2 separate regions of the Triticum aestivum genome follow, and region 2 is linked to region 1. A link is a contact called in public Hi-C data. All regions are on one chromosome and are shown on one strand. The core of a region is the stretch at or near the end of the contact, and the rest is flanking DNA. Distances in the headings are between cores, read along the strand shown.

Evidence for each region. A called contact is a pair of places that touch in the nucleus more often than the background predicts.
Region 2: a Hi-C map of leaf shows a contact between it and region 1, with 5 times the contacts expected there. The contact joins the promoter of LOC123061638 here to the promoter of LOC123058420 in region 1. A contact is called at or near these places in 2 of 5 Hi-C or Micro-C datasets (both in leaf).

What each region holds. Positions count from the first base shown.
Region 1 is chr3A:456,778,643-456,785,897 of IWGSC CS RefSeq v2.1, forward strand. LOC123058420 (pathogenesis-related genes transcriptional activator PTI6-like) reads right to left here and starts at 1,362. Exons shown (of 1, transcript XM_044481150.1): 1 at 1-1,362. The coding sequence starts at 713.
Region 2 is chr3A:457,363,752-457,370,918 of IWGSC CS RefSeq v2.1, forward strand. LOC123061638 (ubiquitin-conjugating enzyme E2 5A) reads right to left here and starts at 3,869. Exons shown (of 5, transcript XM_044484817.1): 1 at 3,151-3,869; 2 at 2,964-3,052. The coding sequence starts at 3,033. It overlaps LOC123061637 (vacuolar protein sorting-associated protein 25), which reads right to left. Exons shown (of 7, transcript XM_044484816.1): 3 at 6,085-6,224; 4 at 5,774-5,827; 5 at 5,556-5,644; 6 at 5,385-5,454; 7 at 4,167-4,444. The coding sequence ends at 4,323.

The DNA of each region.
Region 1 (7,255 bases), core at 112-2,611:
CAGAAGCTGCTGCTGGAGTAGACCGGCGCGTCCTCGAACGGCACGAACTCGCCCAGCTCCTCCGGAACGCTGAGGCTGCTGCCGGCGGCGGCGTCGCCCTGACAGGCCTCCGAGTCGCCCCTGTCCTCCGCCAAGGACGACATGGACGGCACCTTGCGGAGGACGGACGTCGGGGACGACACCGCCTGCGAGGACTCGGCGCCGGACTCGTACCCGGCCGCCGTCAGGTCCTCCTGGCCGCCCTCCGAGTTGGTGGACGTGGAGAAGTTGGTCGTGGCGGTGGCGCCGCGGAGCTGAATGGCCGCGTTGTCGTACACGCGCGCGGCCTCTTCGGCGGTGTCGAAGGTGCCGAGCCAGACGCGCACGCCACGCCACGGGTCGCGGATCTCCGCCGCGAACTTGCCCCACGGCCGCCGCCTGACGCCGCGGAACTTGGTGCTCTGCGCAGCGGAGCCGCCGCCCTTGGCCAGCCTCTTCCGCGCACCGGTGCACCCACCAACACGCCTCGGCAGGTCGTCGTCTCCCGCGCTGCACTGCTCCGGCGAAGCAGCAGCCGCCGCCGCCGCCGCGTGCACCAGCGGCGCCGGGGCCGGCGGGAGCTCCCGCACCATCCTTCCCACCCTCCGAGCGGCGCAGCCGTCCTCCTCCTCGCTGGACGAGTCCGTCACGTCGGGATCGTCCCAGTAGATTCGCACCGTGCGCGACCGCGACATGGCACGCGCCACCACCGGAAACCACACAGAAAGGAGGATGCCGATGTCTCTCTCGCCCAAAACCCCTTTGAAGACAGACGAGGTAGAAAGCTCAGAACGAGCCCCCTGGCCCCAGCAGGAAAGGAAGCTGCAGCCTTAACCGGGCAAGCTGACGATCGATTGAGCGGGCGGATCGCTCGCTCCTGCTCCGCGCGCGGATCGGCAGGGGGATAAAGACCAAAGGAACGGCAGCAGTGAGGAGGACGGAGTGACGATGAGAGCAGAAGCGGGCGCAGGGGAAGGCAATAAAGACGGCCTCCTCCTCCTCCTCCTCTTTACCTTCTTTTTATTTAAAAAGGCGAGCAGAAATGTAACAGAGCAGTAAAGCCGCGAGCCGTGCTCTGCGTGCCGCGAGGCGCCGGGATAATACTAACGGTTTTCGAACTCCGTAAAATCTTGGCTCGACGAGAGAGGAACAGAGGAGCGTGGAGCGCAGCAACGAGAGCGCGAGGAACAAGGAGGGGAGTGGAGAAGAGAAGAGAAGAGAATGAGAGCAGAGCCTCGGACTCGGAGATGGCTGAGCTGAGCTGAGCTGAGCTGGGAAGCGGTGATGGGATGGGATGGGAGATTTGGGGGTTTGGGGAGGTTTTTGGGAGAGTGGACTGGCTGGGGTTCGTTAGCGCCGTCTTATAGGATGCCCCGGCCCGACAGGCCCTGCGGGAGCCCACGCCCGATCCCGCCGTGAAAGCGTTTTTAACTATCTCTGCCTCGCCGGCCGTAATTAAAGCCTGCGGGTTTAACCTCTCCTCCGGCCGCGTTTACTGCTGCTACTTGCAATGCGATGGCATTGGTTTACGGGGCAGGTTCCATTTCAAATCCCGCGCCACTAGTTTAATTACCCAACCCCGAGGAGGAGGACGAGGACGCCTCCGTCCATTTTACTCGTAGCTGTAAACTGTGCGCGGCGCCTGCAAAACTGCTGCCGTGTCTGGCACTGTGGGTAACTGGTGCCGTGGTCGCCGGTTGGCTGGCTGGCTGGATGTGTGCAGTGCCGCAGCGCAAGGGGAGAAGAACTACGGGGGCGATGCGTAACGGGTATGGGCTGGGTAGGCAGTACGGGCTGGCCTGCTCCAACTGTGACGCCGTGAGCATCACTCCACCGCGCGTTGTGAATTCTTTGAGAAAGACGGATGGTAGCTGCACTGTTTTCCTCGCTGAACATAGGTGGAGTGATGCCACGAAGGCATGACGTGCTCCCCACGCTGCACGCGTTGGTCGACGATTCCCGGTCCCTCGGGCGTAGCGGCGGTGTGGACGGCCGATTCCTCGTCGACACTCTCCTCACTGCCACTGGCGGTGGTTCTGGTTCACCCAGTCAAGCCCGCACCGATGAGCCGCGCGCTGGGAGTGTGTGCCCCAGTCACCCCATCCCTTCCGAGCTCCGGCTCCGGTGCGAGCGAGAGACGGAACACGGTCGCGTGCGTCCCCGTCGTCATATTTCTTTTGGCCGCCGTACGGAGGCCGACCCCGCGCCAGCGTGGTCCCTGAGCGGCGGGGGCCGCCGGGCAGGCAGTGCCGGTCGCTCGCACTCGCACTCACGCGGGACGCAGAGGGGATGGATGGAGGATGGCGCAGGGCAGGGAGGAGCCAATGGCGGGTGGGGCCCGTTGTGGCGAGGGTGCAGGCAGGCATCGGATTGCGGGAGGCGGGAGGTGGGGCGGCACGTGATGCCGGTCGGTCCTGGACGGAAAGGAAACTCCGGTCAATTCGTCGGGCGGAGCACCGGCGTCAGGGAGCCTCTGACCCGGAGGACGGAGAGCCATTTATCAACTCCAACCAAGGACAGCCTCAAGGCGCAACACCAAACCGTCCCTAAAATGTCTAAACATGACACTCTAAATATCTTTTGCCATCCAACGGCGATCATATAAATTGTTCGAAATGGTATGAAAGTTGAGATCTCGTAAACCAGAATCTCTCCGCTTTCGAACCATCCCACCGCATTCATGCAGCTTAGAACAAGTACAATAGAATGGCGTAGCCGGCCTATAAGAGATGCTCCTGCCAGTCATCCATAAAGTGGACAAGCGCCTGTCGGGTTGGCTTGCCACATTACTTTCTATGGGGCCCGCCTCACCCTCCTAAACTCTGTCCTTGTTGGCATACCTAGCTATTTCATGATCTGCTTCCCATGGCAGAAGGAGTCCATATGCAAGCTGGAGGGTTTCTTGCGCGTTTTCCTCTGGCAGGGCAAGAACAAGATCAAGGACGGCCAATGCCCTGTAGCCTGGGATCATGTTACTCTCCCACACAGCTCTGGTGGCCTTGATGTTCGAGACTTGGCTGCCTACAGTCAATCGATGTTGTGCAAATTTGTGGCAAAGGTTTTACAACCCTCAGGCGTCCCCTACTATATCTGGTTTGCCATGCAGTATTGCACAGAGGATCTGTCTCTAGCTGCACACCGTGCTGATACGGCCTTCTGGAAAGGTTTCAAACAATGCATTCCTCTGGTTGTCAACTCTACCTGCTGCTCGCTTGGCTCTGGGCCCTGGTTTCCTTCTGGCATGATTGTTGGCTTGACTTCGGCCGTCTGAAGTTCTTGCCGTCTGTCCTCTACTCCTTTGCGAGGGATCCGTGCTGCTTCGTTGCTTCGCAGTTCTCCCAAAATGGCTAGGAGGTCCAACTCCATCCAAATCTTTCAAGGGCCGCGCGCTCTGAGCTGCAAACTTTGCATGAGATTCTGACAAACGTTGTCCCCGTCAGTGATTCTGAGGATGCCCGGTCTGCTACCACTTTTGGTAAGGGTGTGTGCATGAGGTACTTCTACAAGCTGCTAACTTTCCGAGGGGTTCAATATCCGTACGAGCAGTGGGTTTGGGACAAGCTTATTCCCTTGAAGTACATAACCTTCCTTTGGCTTGCCTTTTGGGGAAGGCTAAACACTAGGGATAACTGCTGAGTAAATAGGCAATTTTTCGACTAATTTAATCCATAAATAAATCACTAGCATGGCATTGACTGAATTGACGATGTACTGGCTCTGATCTAAACATGCACGTACTAATCAAACAGTAGACAAATCTACACATACTGCTAGTACTGCTAATACGAAAATAAACTGGAGCGGGATAAACATGTTATACCCTCCAGTAGGCCAGGCAGAAGCCGCCACGGCGGTGGCGGCAGCAGCAGTGTCCTTGGCGGCCTCGAGCTTCTCGGCGGCAGCACATTCAGCGTCGGTGGACATGATGATGACGAGGGCGATGCGGACGTAGAGGAAGTAGACGAACAGCGAGCAGTCGCGTAGTCGCTTCCCAAAAACCTATTCGTCCCTCTCCCGTACAGGAACCAGAGGGACGGGGTTTCGGAGACCTGCTCTCCCGTCGACCGTGTACGCGGCGAACGGGATGGAGTCACCGGCGGCAGCAGCAGCAGAAGAACGACGATGGGCGTGCGCGTGAGCAGATGCGATCTGATCGTGGCGTCTAGGGTTGGGAGACACCGCACACTTATATAGGCGCAGCCGCGTGGAGAGACGTGGGCTCGACCCATGTTCGAGTCCGTGACAGCCCACGATCCGACGTCTCAGATCATGGCCCAGCTGTCAGAAACTCCTCGTTAGTGACTGGCAAATATAAGCGCGTAGGTGTGAGCTCGGCTCGGGTCAATCCCGCAACCTGCGGCGCGGCGTGGCGAGGCGGACGACGGAGGAGGAGCGCGCGAGGGCCTCTTCTCTTCTCAAGCTCCAATAGCATGTGGAAGACAATCCCTTATAAAGAGGTCCAACTCCTTCTCCACTAGCGGGGTGGGACTAAACTTTCCACTACACCTAGTGCCAATAAACCCACATGGGCCCTTAGAGATTTTCAGAAATTGCTATATGGGCCTAAAGCCCATCTCAAATTTCAGCAACCCCCCACCAGATTTCGAGGGCCCATTGTGTCCTCTGTTCCAATTGCTGTTTCAATATACCAGTGTTTCAGTGAAGACCTGTTAAGGTTGAGCTTCACCTAGAGCAAGTAGCTACACTCCTTCACAACTGAACAATGGACTATGCCTTGAATTGTCAGTTTGGCGTAAAGAAGCTTCACCACATGTCTTACTAGTACTAGGCTGCCGAAGGCTGACCCCTCAGGTGGAGCATATAAGTCACACTCCTGGCCTATTCATGAGCTTACTAGAGATCACCCCAATCTCATAGACTGTGACCAGCAGTCGGGCTCACATAGGTGTGTTCCTCCAAAGATCGCTCTGTAGGATAGCATCTTGCTTACATAAGCTTTGGAACACATTAAGACAATAGTCATCCTACCATACAGTATTGAGAGTATTGCATCTCCAACGGAGTGGGTTAGTATAGTTACTCTCCTCAGTTCACCACTGGCTTGTTTTCCCAGGTCCTACTTCACGGGATCTCCGATCACATAGGTTGGGTTACCACCATGGCAACTCATGTGGGTCTCATACCCATCTCCCTCGATGCATTATCTATCACAACACGTGATAGCCCTTTTGTAAAGGGATCTGCCAGATTCTTAGCCGTATGGACATACTCCAACGCTATCACTCCGGAGTTTCTTAATTTTCTGACAGCTTTTAATCTCATTCTTATGTGTTTGTTGGACTTCATGTTGTCCTTTGAACTCTTCACCTTGGTGATGACAGTCTGATTGTCACAGTTCATAAGGATAGTCGGAACCGGTTTATCAACCAATGGCAGGTCCATCAAAAGGTCTCGAAGCCATCCTGCTTCAACACCAGATGTGTCTAATGCGGTTAATTCAGCTTCAATTGTTGATCTCGTTAAGATCGTTTGCTTGCAAGACTTCCAGGAAACAGCGCCACCTCCAAGAGTAAACATATACCCAGTTGTGGCCTTCATCTCATCAGCATCAGAGATCCAATTCGCATCACTATACCCTTCAAGTACCGACGGTTCTCCGGTGTAGTGAAGTCCATAGTTCATAGTACCTTTCAGATAGCGCATAACCCTTTCAATAGCATGCCAATGTACATCACCCGGTTTGGAAACAAACTGGCTCAGTTTGCTCACAGCAAACGCGATGTCAGGCCTCGTTGCGTTCGCTAGGTACATCAGTGAACCAATGATTTGAGAGTATCTCAATTGATCTATAGCTGTGCCTTTGGACTTTCGAATCAACATGCTAGGATCATATGGTGTTTGAGATGGTGTGCAGTCCGAATATCCAAAACGACTCAACACATTCTCAACATAGTGGGATTGCAGAAGTGTAATCCCACCCTCATTATCTCTCAGTAGCCTGATGTTCAAGATAACATCAGCCACACCAAGGTCTTTCATCTCAAAGTTCTAAGACAGAAACGACTTGACCTCCTCAATGACTTTGAGGTTGGTTCCGAATATCAGTATGTCATCAACATACAAGCACAGTATAACTCCTTCGCCCCCACCATGGCGATAGTATACACATTTGTCAGCTTCTTTAACAACGAAACCAACAGATGTCAGAGTTGTATTAAACTTATCATGCCATTGCTTAGGTGCTTGCTTCAGGCCATATAAAGATTTCAGCAACCTACACACCTTTCTTTCCTGACCATCTATCACAAAGCCATCTAGCTGTTGCATGTAGATTTCCTTGTTTAGCTCTCCATTCAGAAAAGCCGTCTTAACATCCATCTGGTGGACGAGAAGACCATGTGAGGCCACCAACGAGAGTAATACTCGAATGGTGGTCAGTCTGGCCACAGGTGAATAAGTATCGAAGAAATCTTCCTCTTCTTTCTGGTCATAGCCCTTGGCCACAAGCCTAGCCTTGTACTTTTCAATCGTACCATCGGGCCTAAGCTTCTTTTTGAACACCCACTTACATCCTAATGGTTTGCAACCATAGGGACGCTCAGTGATCTCCCATGTCCCGTTAGCCACGATGGAATCCATCTCGTTATGGACCGCATCCTTCCAGTAGTCAGCTTCTGGAGAGGCATACGCTTCTGAAATAGAAGTGGGAGTATCATCCACGAGGTACACGAAGAAATCATCACCAAAGGTCTTTGCAGTCCTTTGTATCTTGCCCCTACCAAGGGTTTCCTCGTCATGCTCCTCAGGATTTTCATCATGTGTTTGTTAATAATAATCCATAGGAATGGCAGGCTCAGGAGTCTCCTTAGATTCCTGTCTAGAAGTGCTTTGCATATCTCTCATAGGAAAAATATCCTCGAAGAATGTAGCATCCTTAGACTCCATAATTGTACCGACCTTCTGGTCAGGTACCTCAGATTTCACTACTAGAAATCTATAGCCAATGTTGTTCTTAGCGTAGCCCAAATTAACGCAGTCCACGGTCTTGTGTCCAAGCTTACGCTTTTGGGGGATCGGCACATTGACTTTCGCCAAACAGCCCCAAGTACGCAAGTACGAGAGTGTTGTCCTTCTCTTCGTCCATTTCTCATAGGGAGTGATCTCATTATCCTTTGTCGGAACTTTATTCAGGACATGACATGCCGTCAATATAGCCTCCCCCACCATGCCTTGGATAAACCCGATGTATCTAACATGGCGTTAACCAAATCAGTTA
Region 2 (7,167 bases), core at 2,619-5,118, 590 kb after region 1:
ACTTAATTTATTTTATTTTCAATAGTTTGGTGTCATCAATGTGAAAAGATGATGACGTTGCTGCAAAATAAGAAGGAATGCACCTGGTCCATTATCAGATCTAATACAGCCAGTGTTCTAGACACCAATATAACATTGCTTCACACGTTACCCACAGAAACCAGCGTTGACATAGCTAGTTCTAGTGAAAGCATTTGTTGGGAAACATAAAAACAAAACACAAATCAATAGGTAGCTAGATCTCCCCAGAAATAAGTCAAGCTACCCATATCTTTTCTTAATGAACACCTGTTTTAATTATCTGAATCTTACTGTTAAACGATGCATTAATTTGGAAATAACAGTTCTTTAATCAAAACCTTATAAGTTACAACTGAAGTGTATTCAGAGGCCCATCCTCACATATCAGATGTTTAATTACTTTGAACAATTTCGAAATGGCTGCCGCTTATGTTCAGGCCAGCTTGGAACTAAACCCCACCAAATATCCCAATATCCAGCCAGGGATTTTATTCTAATTGTATTGACAAGACTTACAGTATCCACCATGACGAGACTAATGTCGTTTGTCAGATCGCCTAAGGGTAAACACCGTATCTCCGTGAATCACTGTGATATTAATCACTGATTGCGTGATTGCATCAGTTACCGTTGGACAAACTGTGTCATGTTACCCTGAACCACGAGCTGTGGGCACAACAGAACGAGCAAGACATTGAATTTTGCGCTGCGTAATATTGCAGCTTTTCTGCTCTTTCTTCCTGCTTTTATTTCTTCAGAAAAGGGAAACAAGTCGTAGCTCATGCTCCACTACCAAACATGTAATCACATGTCCCGAGCTAGTGCTATGCATGCTACAAAGTCGTCGAGGAGTGTACAGACCGCATCCTCTGGGCAAAAGCTAACTAAACTGCTGAAAAAATTCTAACAAAAAAAAGACCGACGGTAAAGGGCTGCTGCCATATGCAACGGTTTTTGGGTTGGGCCAAAAATGCTGCCATGGCAGACTTATTTGCCTGCGACGCGAGCGGCAGGGTTTAACAGGCCACAATCTCCCTCTTCAACCCTGTCATGAGAGGATGGCGATGTCGACGATGCCGATCAAGGCTCGAAGCTCCGGAATCGTACACGCCCAAGGGACTTCATCAGGATATCAGCCTTCTGCTTGTTCATGCCGATGAACTCCGCGGTCCCATTACTGTTCTCAATTAAGTCATAGCGGAGATCGATATGCTTGTTGCGATCATGGAGAACTGGGTTCTTGTAGATTGAGATTGCACACTTGCTATCAATGGGGCAACCTCCTGGTTCAGAATTTCTTCGAGGGGTGAGAGCCAGATTCCCTGGCATGCCGCGGTGGCGCGGGGATCATCGGCCCCTCTTGCATTGAGTCGCCGCAGGCCATCATCAGCCTGGTCCCTTGTCCTCCTCGGGCTAGACAAGGTTCCCCGCCGCTGCCGCCGCCGCCGCTTCATCGCACTGCTTCTTGCGAGAAGGAATCTTCGGACGTGCGCCGATGATGACGAGTCCAACCCAAGGTCGGTCTCAAGATTTTCATCCCTAAAGCCAAGCTTCCATCCACCACCTTCAGCAAGGGCACGATGCTGGCGTGCGTCGACATAACCTGATCGGAGATCTAGTGTTTCCACCGGAGTGCACATGCTCGTCATTGAGGTCACCTCTACCATCAACACTTGTTCGGCTACCGACGCCTAGCCAGCCGAGTACCGCAGGAAAAGGAACCGGAAGTCAAGAAGTCCCATACAGCCTCGCCTTCGGTCACTGACGCGCCACCTTCGATCCAACAACAACATGCATAACATGACACCTCCACCAGAGCCACCATGCAGCACCTGCCGTCAGGCATGATTTGACGTCTCCGCATGAGACATCGTGCGTAGCACCCGCCGGTGGCTTCACCTGCCGGCGACAGGCATGCTCTGACGCCTCTAGAAGAGACACATGTCACTCACTGAGCCGCATCGAACCTGATCTGTTGCCGCCATCCTCAAGGAGGCCGTCACCACTGCAAGACCCAACCACTCCATCATCCACTTAACCACGGAGGCGCTACCATCGAAGAAGCCGGGCCGCCGTCCCATCGCCCAACTCTTGCGGCACCATCAGGTGATGCCACATCGAGCAAGAACACAGCCAGAACACCACCGCCAAACCAGATGCAGGCTACTGTGCTGCCATGCAACAACAGCGGCCGACAACCACCACACAGGGGCGACAAGAGGAGAGAGAGGGCTTTTTGGCCCGATTCTCCAGAAACCTTATTTGGGGGGAGAATTTCACTTCCCGGCCTCTGCACCAACTAGGGATGCACACACCCTTTTTAGTATGAGTACCAAGATTTTTATCTTGAAGTGTAGTCTCACCACATATCAAGCATGGTCCTCCAATATATTATTTGTGAGTACCAAGATTTTAGCTTGATGAGTGACCACACATCAAGCTTGGTCCTCAATAAACGGGGGAAACCCTTGTGCATCACCTGACAATTCTAAGAATTGAACCCGGCTGGTTAGACTGCACAACCGCATACCTAACAATCGAGCTAAGGCTCTCATTGCAGGCAGCCTTCTTTGCCTGTGACGCGGGTTTAACAAGGCCACATGTCAGTACATAGCACCGTTGATCCAAGTCCAGATTCATGCTCCCCGCAAAAAAAAAGAAAAAGAAAGTCCCAAGTTCACGGGTAGTTTTCACCAAGAACTCCAAGCACACATCGCACCTTCTCCCCTTCCCCTTTTGGGGCAAGCAGAGCATAAAGCGTCACTCCAAATAGCTGTCAAGCAAAGCATTCTTTCGCGGCCGGTACAGTCACGGAAGACGCGAGCGTGTGCACAGCAAGTCATTCCGAAGCATAGCATACGCACAAAAATCTGACTCTTCACACAAGGGCATGTCCTAGAAGTGCAAAATCCAGACCAAAAGAAGCAAGAAAGGAGCAAGACCTGCGCTGCATGAGGTAGGGGGGTCCTTCTGCAGATCCTTAAGCTCCTTCTGTATCCTCTTGGACGCCATCGCGCCCTTGCTCGCCGCCCTGTTTTTCCCCCCAAGAACCAGAGCAGAGAAACCATCAAATCTGCTGCCATAAACAGGTTAGTACACATCACAAAGAGGAACTGGAACGGAACAAACCTCTGGCTCGATCTCCTCTCTGCCTCCTGCTTCCGTTTCTCCGCCCCCCTCCTCGCAAGAACCAATAATGGGACGGAACTGGGGAAAGGGGCCAGGAGCAGCAGGGCTATATATGTAAATGGGCCTCCCGTTCCTTTGCTCGCTGTCTGTCTGTCTTGATGCAGGTTTGCGTGCTGGTTTTATTTATTCGTTTCCGTCGAATCGTCCTTCAATGCGGTTGGGACCTGCTTGCTTACTTTTTAGTGGTGCGGTGCCATGGCTGATCGGCAAAGGCGGGTGGCATCAGATCAAATGCCCCATCCATCCGCTGCACTTGCACCGACCCCCTTTCGTATTAGTGGCTGCTGATGAACAGGGTTATACCCTTCTTTTCTTCTCTCAATCAACGCCAATAGATTGATGGATGGAGAGAACTGACGTGGAGTGACACCGACGGAAAGGCAGCCGCGTCTCCTCCTGATATTATAATAATCGTGAATGAAAAATAAAGAATCTGCAGATTCTGGTGGGAGGCCCTGCCGACTGATTGATTCCTCGTGGCCTGCATGTCAGTGACGGGGCGAGAGAATCCAATTCATGCAGCCCAAGTGGACATGAGTGGAACCCGGCTTTTTGTTTGGGTGGCTGATTGCCTGACAACCGATAGTGATGTTAACACAAGAAAGCTACTCCCTCCCTCGGTCCATAATACTATAAGAGCCGTTCTAGTATCAAAAACGCTAATGGAGCGTGCGTCACAAGAATCTGCGGGAATTGAACTGCAATGTGTGAGAAACTGACACTAGTTTCTAGAATACATTCCTTTCTTCCAGCTGAAGCGTGCTATCTTGATAAGCTTACCCTATTTTATTTTATTTTACTTGTTCAAATTCCTTCCATTCTAACAAGCCATATATCAATCAACGATTGGTTCTGAATATATGCTGAGACACTAGTTGAGCCTTATGAGACACACAACATGCAGTTTTATAGGTATATATGCTGAAGATGAATAGAAGGCTAAATACAACAGTTCGGGAAATGTGAATAGAGCAAATAAATATCAAGGTTTGAATGATGCCGATAAACACGCCGGAAGGATGTGATCAGTGTACGGGTAAGAAGGGATGTATCATGTTCAAGGACACCGGTCGAGATTATTCATCTGTTAGTTGGGGGCTAGTACACAAAGTTTAAACAGAAAATTTGACGCCTTCATCGTCTGCTGAACTGCCCTTAAAGATAACTGCCTTTCCCTTCTGTTCCAGCAGCCTCAAAGCTCGCATGAGGACACCACGATCAATTCCCGCAAGTTCTGCAACAGGCGCCACAGGAGAGAATGATTCAAACTGGCCACAATACTAAGACAACTTTTATTATGAGCGAGGGGCATGGCCTATGTATTACTTTTCTTTTCTTTTTTGCGAATTATGGGCTGTGCATTAGTAATGAGGCACCAACACCAACTTATGTCACGGCCTAAGCTCCAGAGCGTAGCTGTGCAGGGGAGGTTGCATCATGGCGTGATAGCAGCAGGAACAGGGTTTTCAGAGGATAACCTCTGGCTTATTCATTCATCATATAACATAGATTATCCCTGGCTTTATAGAATAGCCACCCCTAAAAGGAAAAGTGTAACTGCATATTCCAATAGATTCTTATCCAAACTAACCAACTAGGGAATCAAGAAAAAAGAACTTATCAGCCTAGGCTTAGCCAGACGGCTCCTCCTGAGGCTTGTGCCCGCTATAATACCAAGCCCACATGACAAGTTGGGTAAACATGGAAATGTGTATCCAACAGCTAGCCAAGTCTAAATCCTACTCCCTCTGTTCCTAAATATTTGTCTTTTTAGATATTTCAAATGGACTACCACATACGGATGTATATAGACATATTTTAGAGTGTAGATTCAATCATTTTGCTCCGTATGTAGTCACTTGTGGAAATATCTAGAAAGACAAATCTTTAGGAACGGAGGGAGTACATGTATATTACTGTTTCTACCGCAAATTGCTTCAAAGCAAGAAAATAAGCTTAGCGTCACGGAAATATTCAAAATGAAAAATCTAATCTTGTTGGCTAAATGGGGGAGAAGCCCTCCATTAACTGTGTGTTCACTTAGATAGAAATGAGCCTTCCGCGGATCGAACGTGAGTGGGTGGGCTTACACCATAAGCTCCAAGCCAACCGAGCTAGAGCTCGGTTCTCAATGGAAAATCTAATCTCATCACCATGAAGTTTGGTATACTTACCGGTCCCATGTGTTTCAATTCCAGAGCGTATATCTTCAATTGTTGTTACTTCCAACCCATTTTCCTTTACCTACAAGCATAACACATAGATAAATATTAAGTCACTGCCACTACTCATTGATAAATTGATAGCTTCGAAAGAAACATGTTTAATAGAATACAAAGTCTTACGAAGTCTAATATGCAGTTAGCCCAATCTTGAATCCGCAGCCAAAGAACGAGACACTTCTTGTGATTTTTGTCAATCCACTCTGCGCGCCCTGCAGTTTGAACTTGGCTTTAAGTAGTTGCACACAGGCCAGGGGTAATAAAGGCGTCCATTACCTAGAAAAACAAAACTACACACAGCTACAACAATAACTAAAGGTTTAATGTTGTGCAGAATAAACCTTCACTAACAAGAGCTGCAAGGAACACTTCCTTTGCTTCATAGCTTAGAGATCCTGAAAGCATGCAAGTTCAGTGTAACGTCAATAGGAATGTCCAAATGCATTGTAAACTCATCGAGTGAACAAAATTTTCATGTATACACTAGTCCGGCATGCTCAATAGGCTCCATAGTAGGCCTTAGGAACACATTACCATCATGCCAGATCACTATGTCATAGCACTTTCAACACAGTAAGACATATTTTTGCTGAATTGCAGTCTTGCAGAAGAGTAGTAGTCAAAACACAAGGTTCAGACAAATACGACTTACTCTCAATCTTTGGATTGGAGAACAACGGAAAATCTTCTTCCAGGGAGATTATATACATCTTTTGACTTCTACAGTAATCAAGTATCAGCTCTTTCCATAGCTGCACTTGCTTTTCACGTGTTTCTCTCACAGGCTGCAAACTGGGAACAAATGTTCTCATGATATTATTATCAGTCCATGAAAATATCAAAATTAGTGTTTAACAGAAGTTTTCAGAGTTTGTTTTAAGACAACATACACAAAAATTCACTTACACTACTAAAACAAATGTAAGAATTAGTAAAGCAAGGAAATGCTTCAACTGCTACACACACTATTGGGATATGAAAGAAAGATGATCTTAACATCACATATCAAAATAGATAGGCTTAGACACTCTGAACCAAATACCATGGATGCTATGAAGTAGAAATTTGCAAAGAGAGACATTTGAGTTTTAACCGACGGCAGATTCTCTGAAGAAACAAGTGCTTAAGCTTACTAACACAATTCCTTTAGTGATCCTGATCTACAAATCCTGCTTACATATTCATTCTTCACTTACACAATAACATTAACCACCCCGTGTTTTTCATTTCAAATCTATAAAATGTCATTTCATACCTTATTGACAAGCTAGCTCAGAATAAAACAAGGGATGAGAGATTAAAGAAATTTACATGATTTACAATGTACTCCATGATTATATGATACTCCCTCAGTTCCAAAATATTTGAGGTTCTAGGTCTGTCCTAAGTCAGACTTCTTTAAGCCTGACCATGCATATAGAAAATATATTGGCATCTACAACATCAAATAGGAGTATATATAATATGAAAATATATTTTGGGACGAATCTGATAAAACTAATTTGGTGTTTTGGATGTTGGCATATTTTAATAGACATTGTCAAACTTAAAAGAAGTTTGACTTAAGAGAAACCTAGAAATTCAATTATTTTGGAATGGAAGGAGTATATAAGTTTAACCGTTATGAAAGGGCAGGGTATATACAAAAATCACGAACCACTTTTTTGTACAATTTGCACAGTAAATCATTGCCAAACAAATACTCCATAGTAGTGGTAACAAATGTTCCCTCTGT